Linked DNA regions of Rattus norvegicus: region 2 is linked to region 1. The links are chromatin contacts, called in public Hi-C maps. All regions are on one chromosome and are shown on one strand. Each heading gives the region's core, a stretch centred on a gene start, on an enhancer-like site or on the middle of the called end of the contact. The rest is flanking DNA. Distances are from core to core; before and after follow the strand shown. Region 1 has its middle 88 kb from the start of Tmem30b. Region 2 has its middle 30 kb from the start of Tmem30b.

Region 1 (3,043 bases), core at 107-2,606:
CTCTCCCCTTTTATGAGATAAATGAAATTGAGGGGGAAGGGTATAAGCCATGGCTGACCTGAGGTCCCAAACTTGCTAACTGCCAATTCAAGAAATTGAGGGCAGGCTGAATTCATTCAGAAGTGTGACAATGTATCTTCTTGTTGCACCTGCCCCCATGGAGTGTACTTTATACAGTAGAGGTTGTAGGCAGTATGTCTGGTCCACCCGACAACCTAGCTTTCGTGTTCCTAGCTCTGTTGTGCAGATAAAGAAATAGAAAATTAGACATTCAAAGTGGCTCATCCAAGCTCACAAAGGTAACAGTTGGTAAATACTAAAGTTGGTCAAGCCTCTGCTCTCTCTGGAGTGTGGGAAGTAGGGAGAGAGAGGAAAAGATGGGGGAGGGGTATTATAGAGAAGACCCAAAAATAAACAAATAAGGCTACTATGGTTGAAAAAATGATATATTCATTAATGGTACCGCCGCCATTATATAACATAATATTAAAAACCATCTGTTCTCACTGACTTGAGAAGGAGTGCCAAGCATAGACTAGATAGGTACCTGAAATGTTTGACTGTTAGCGATGATGGAGGTATGGTATGCTCCCACGAATGAAACACAGTCTGTAGTCTGTGATCTCCTTATTGTGAAGACAGAAGCAAGAAGACAGCCATAAGTCTGAGGCCAGGCTGGGCTATATGACTCAGGTCAGCTGGGGCTACATATAGAGAGACCTTGTCCCAGAAATCACCCACCATTACCACGACCACTATCACCCACACAAATTGTGTGTGTATGTATGTGTGGTTTTTTGAGACAAGGTTTTTCTAGGTAGCTTTGGGCTATCATGGAACTCACTCTGTAAATGAGGTTAGCTTCAAACTCAGAGATCTTCCTGCCTCTGACTCCCAAGTGCTGGGATTAAAGTCTGTCTTTAAAAAATGAAAACCAAGTAGCAAACACTTGTAAACAGAAAGAATAGGCAAGAGACTGTAAACATGGTCTCATATCACTTGGTGCTATTAGCCTTTCCCTGGCAATCAAGGAGAGACTGACTGACTGACAGGAAAGGCCCTCTCCTTGTAACTGCTTCAAGAAGGGAACTCAGGAGGTAACAAGTCAGGATCCTTCTGACTCTCCCCTAAACTTAGAGATCTGCAAAAAGAACATTGTGTAGTTCTGTTTTGTAAAGAAACAACGACCTAGTGTAAAACCTCTGGAAGGTCAGGGCTAGGTCAGTGGCTGCCTAGGGCCTGGCTAAGATTCCCAAACACAGGCTGCATCCCAGGCCCTGGGTCCCTTCTGCCTGCCTGCTCCTGTTCTCCCCCTGTGAGGGTGTTTGTGCGCTGTTGCTATGTTCTTTTCAGAATCCATAACCGTGGGCGGCAGGGGAGTCCCAGAGTCAGCAGTCCTGGGAAACACAGCTGCTGCTGGGCTAGGTGGCCAGGCCAAAGCAACCCCCTGGGGCCATGGGCCAGACCTCAGCTGCTCCCCAGAGGAGCCCAGCCTGGCCCAGACGCCCTCCCTGCTCCTGCCCTGGCTGTGGCCTCCTCCAGCCCACGGGACACCTTTCCTCCAGAGCTGACACATAAGGCAGAACTGCCTCCCGTGCTCCCCTGGAGAGCCTGACTGCCCTCCGCAACTGGCTCTCTTCCCCTCACAGAGGACAGCTATGGGTGCCTGTAGCAAATCCTACGGGGGGTGGGGGGGCAGAAGTTAGTATGAAATACGGAGGTATATGCCATTCACGGCATTGATTTAATGCTGAACCTGTTCTTGTTTTTTGTCTCTGTCCCTCCCTCCCTCCCTCCCTCCCTCCCTCCCTCCCTCCCTCCCTCCCTCCCTTCCTTCCTTCCTTCCTTCCTTCCTTCCTTCCTTCCTTCCTTCCTTCCTTCCTTCCTTAGAAAGGGTCTCATGAATTCCAGGCTTGCCGCAAACTCCCTAAGCTATGCTACAACGTAGTCAAGGATGCGGTGAACTTCTGATTCTCCTGCCTTCATCTTCCAAATGCTGGCCTTCCCAGCAGGCACCACCACAGGCAGCCATGTGGCATCGGTCGCTGGCTTCCTGCAAGTTAATCCAACCACTGTACTAACTGAAGTGCATATCCAGACCAAACATTTTTTCCTGTCTAAATTCTCCCCTCAAACTGAAACTGGAAGGGGTGAAATCATCTCTCCAAGGGCCACGGGTTGCTGAGATTTTCAACTTCAAAGTCTGTTTACCTAATTTGTATTCACCAACTGAACTGACAAACTGCGTACCTACCATGTGCTGGCAAAGAACAGAGACCACTGAAAAATAGCAGCCCGCTCACCCTGCTTCACACTCGATGCGAAATGCAAACTGAAATTTGACTTTTATAGGAGACATTTGTAAATCTGCTGAAGTCAAGGTTATATGCTGGACTTTTGTGTTGCTCTGGCTCAAAAGATCACTGATGATAGATACATTTGTCTCGTTTTGTGTGTGTGTGTGTGTGTGTGTGTGTGTGTGTGTGTGTGTGTGTGTGTGTAAAACACTTAGGTCACCAACAGCCGGGCATCATGGAGGGCAGAGTATGCACTGAGAGCCCTAGCAACAAGCGGATGCCTCTGTAAATGTGCAATATTCTGAAAGGGGATGCCTGTGGCTTCACTTCAGGATTCTAACCCCTCCCCCACCTTAGCTCCCCACACCCCCTGTATTCTCAGGGTCCCAGAGCAAATCAGGGGGCCAGAGAGTGGGGAAGCGGTGCTCCCTGGGGTAATTAGCCTGAGTTGCCTGCAGGTGCTACACAGGTGGTCTCAGCCCCCAGCAATGACCTAAGAAAAACCCACGGGATCCTTCAGCTGCAACCAATCCCGCAGGCTGCCAGCCTGCTTGCTCGACACAGTCCAGATTCCACTTATTAAACATATTAATCTGAAGTTAACAATTTGTGCTTGTTCCACTAACCTGCTTGGAGAAAGACTGTAAGGAAGAGAACCGATCTGGGGGTAGGGGAGGGAGGGGGAGGCTTAACCCTGATGGTCTAAGTGGCCTCCATATCCTGACGTTAACATAACTGGAAGTGGA
Region 2 (2,717 bases), core at 210-2,709, 58 kb before region 1:
CTTAGGGGACACTCAACCATGAGAAAAGTACAGTAATATTTCTCCTGGTACCGTCCAGGTGATGAGACGGAGCTGGTGGGCCGAGGAAGCAGTTAGATGATGAGTTAGTTTGATAACCACAGTGGCCTAAAGCAACTGAGGAAGATATAGGTTTATGTCACAACGCCATCATCACAGAAACCTAGGCAGGAACTTAAAGGCAGGAACCTGGAGACAGGAACAGGTGCAGAGACCACAGAGAAACACTGCTTACTGGCTGGTTCCTCCTGACTTAGTCTGTTTTCTTTTACAACCCAAAACCAGATGCTCAACGGTGCTCTACCCACAATGGTCTGGATCCTTCCACGTAAACTGCCAATCATGAAAAGCCCCACAGGCTTGTCTATGGTCTAATCTGATAGGAGCATTTTTTTCATCGAGGTCTCCTTTTCTCAGATGACCAGCTTGGATTGAGGTGATAGAAAACAAACAAACAAACAAACAAACAAACAAACAAGAAGAACAAGGGATGACCAGCAGAGCACAGGGATGACCAGCAGAGCACAGGGATGACCAGCAGAGCACAGGGATGACCACCAGTACCTGTCTCTACCACAAGGACAGCCAGATTCCCTCCGGATAGAAAGCTGGAAATTCCCAGGAGTTTTCTAACCTCCTCCTTTAGTAAATGTTCATATAGGCAGAGAAAACTTTAAAATTAACCTTTTTTTTTACTCATTCCAAAATTAAAGGGATGTCTTCTATTGGCTCGCCATTAATAATTCCCTCCCTTAAATTCACACATGCCTTGGCAGTCTTCCAGCATGTTTGTGTAATGGCATAGCAAGATTTGGAAGGCAGAAATTCATTCTCAGAGAAAAGCTAATGACTCATTTTCCCTATCAATTTAATCATCTTCTATCCATTCTTTTCAAAAGTATTCACAATGTTCTCCTGCCGCCCACAACAAGCTAAGAATAAGCATCCAAATTCCTGGGCAATCAAGGAAGAAAGCTTGGCGAAAGGAGTGTCAATGTCTCTTTGAGTGCGTTTGACCCCACATTGACCTGACTCCGACTCGTCCTACCTCCGAGGGGCTCTCACAGCGTAAGAGCCCACCACAGAGTTCAGACTTTCCTGCTTGGGCACGGTCAGCTTGGCGTTCCTGGAGGCGGGTAGATGGGGAAGAAATCCATTAACTAATCACCAGCGAGGCTGCCCTAGAACCTCTGTGCACGGTGAGGCTCTCTGAAAAAAAAATCACTTAGATACCAATAAGCTGTGGGAGTGGCGAGCACGTAGCATATTTTTTGTTTCTACAAAGCTAAAAAGAGATAAACCTACGCGTTTGATTTAAACCCCTGAATAGTTTAGAAACAGAAATGAAAGTGTTTTTTTCTCTGCCCCCACAAGTACCACCACACTTTTTGGGTTAGTCCAGAGTGGTGCGCGCATGCCCCATTCTCCCAGCAGAGGTCGCTGCTGCCCACCATAATCTTCAAAGGCCCTTTCCCTTGTCTAGTTAACTGCAGTGGCTTTAGACAGAGGCTACAGGGTGAAATACATTAGTCTTTAGAGATGGAGAAGAAAAGAATCTGTGGTTTGGGGAATCAAAAGGATCGAAATGTTGGAGAAAGTGATACTTTAATGCGTCTGGGCCGAATAGGCTTCAATCTGGACAAACTGGTCAGAGTTCTTTTGGTAAAATGACAGCCTAGCTCCATTCTCATTAAACCTGCCCGATCTCTTTCTTTTCTGAGTGTCACCATCAGCTGAGAAAATAGAGACAGGAAGGCCTGGCAGTGCATGCTGTTGCCCACCTGCCGTTCTCAACAGGATACTCATCACATTGTTCAGGGTCGCATCTGTGACACAGCTAATCACCCAATGTGCTCCAACCTTGGGTGTCCCAGAAGATAGTCTAACCTCAGTTGGGGGCGGGGTAGGCTTTAGTGGTAGCAGCTTCCTTCCTCAGGAACTTAGCAAGTCCAGTAGGTTGTGAGGGCCAGGTCAGGTCTCTGCCTACATGCGATAAGTTCCCACCTCCCTATTTGGCGTGTTCCTCTGGGTAGCGAGCGGGCTGTCCTGACCAAATGCTGATATGGCTCTGGCTGCACAGGTGTGGGTTCTAACCCCGAAGGTGACCCGCTGCGCACTGCACATGGCTGCATCCCCAGTGACATTAGAAATAAAACACTCCAGGCTTAGAAATCATTGGTTAAGATCACATACTGCTCTTTCAGAAGACCCGAGCTTGGTCCCTAGCACCCACATGGTGGGATGGGGGTGCGAATGTGTAACTCCCAATAGCCTTTAATTCCAGCTCAAGGATGCCACCTTCTGGATCCTGTGAGCATCTACATCCACAAACGCGCAACACGGACGCACCCAAACACACGTAATTAAAAAGAAATCAGATAAATAAATTTTTAAACGAAGCATTTCTTTTTCAGTTTCTCTGGATCCATCAGGGGCTAACCACTAGCATTTAAATCAAATATTTAGAAGGATCAGGGAGGGTAGGTTAGTGGTAGAAAGCTAGGGTAGCTGCCTTGGGCCATGAGTTTTATTTCTAGCATGGAAAAATGTAAAGGTAGGACAAAAGCTTTGTTTTTTCAGAACTGTTTTAGGACCAAAGCAAAAAGTAGGAACTACAGAAGGTTTCTACATACTCTCAGCACCCCGAATCCTGGCCCGTTTGTTACAACCCCTAAACCCGCACAATTATCTGCCAAAGT

The links. A called contact is a pair of places that touch in the nucleus more often than the background predicts.
Region 2: a contact with region 1 is called in a Hi-C map of the A7r5 cell line, with 3 times the contacts expected there. The contact joins two enhancer-like sites. A contact is called at or near these places in 3 of 12 Hi-C or Micro-C datasets (the A7r5 cell line, the Rat2 cell line and Schwann cells).

Annotation. Positions count from the first base shown.
Region 1 is chr6:97,900,799-97,903,841 of GRCr8, reverse strand. No RefSeq gene overlaps it. Among named protein-coding and RNA genes, the nearest start is that of Tmem30b, 88 kb to the left of the region's middle. Within about 2 kb of position 1,356, at least 4 of the 93 cell types and tissues checked have an H3K27ac peak or open chromatin away from gene starts, as enhancers often do. A contact at or near this core is called in the A7r5 cell line, where this site is marked.
Region 2 is chr6:97,959,438-97,962,154 of GRCr8, reverse strand. No RefSeq gene overlaps it. Among named protein-coding and RNA genes, the nearest start is that of Tmem30b, 30 kb to the left of the region's middle. Within about 2 kb of position 1,459, at least 6 of the 93 cell types and tissues checked have an H3K27ac peak or open chromatin away from gene starts, as enhancers often do. A contact at or near this core is called in the A7r5 cell line, where this site is marked.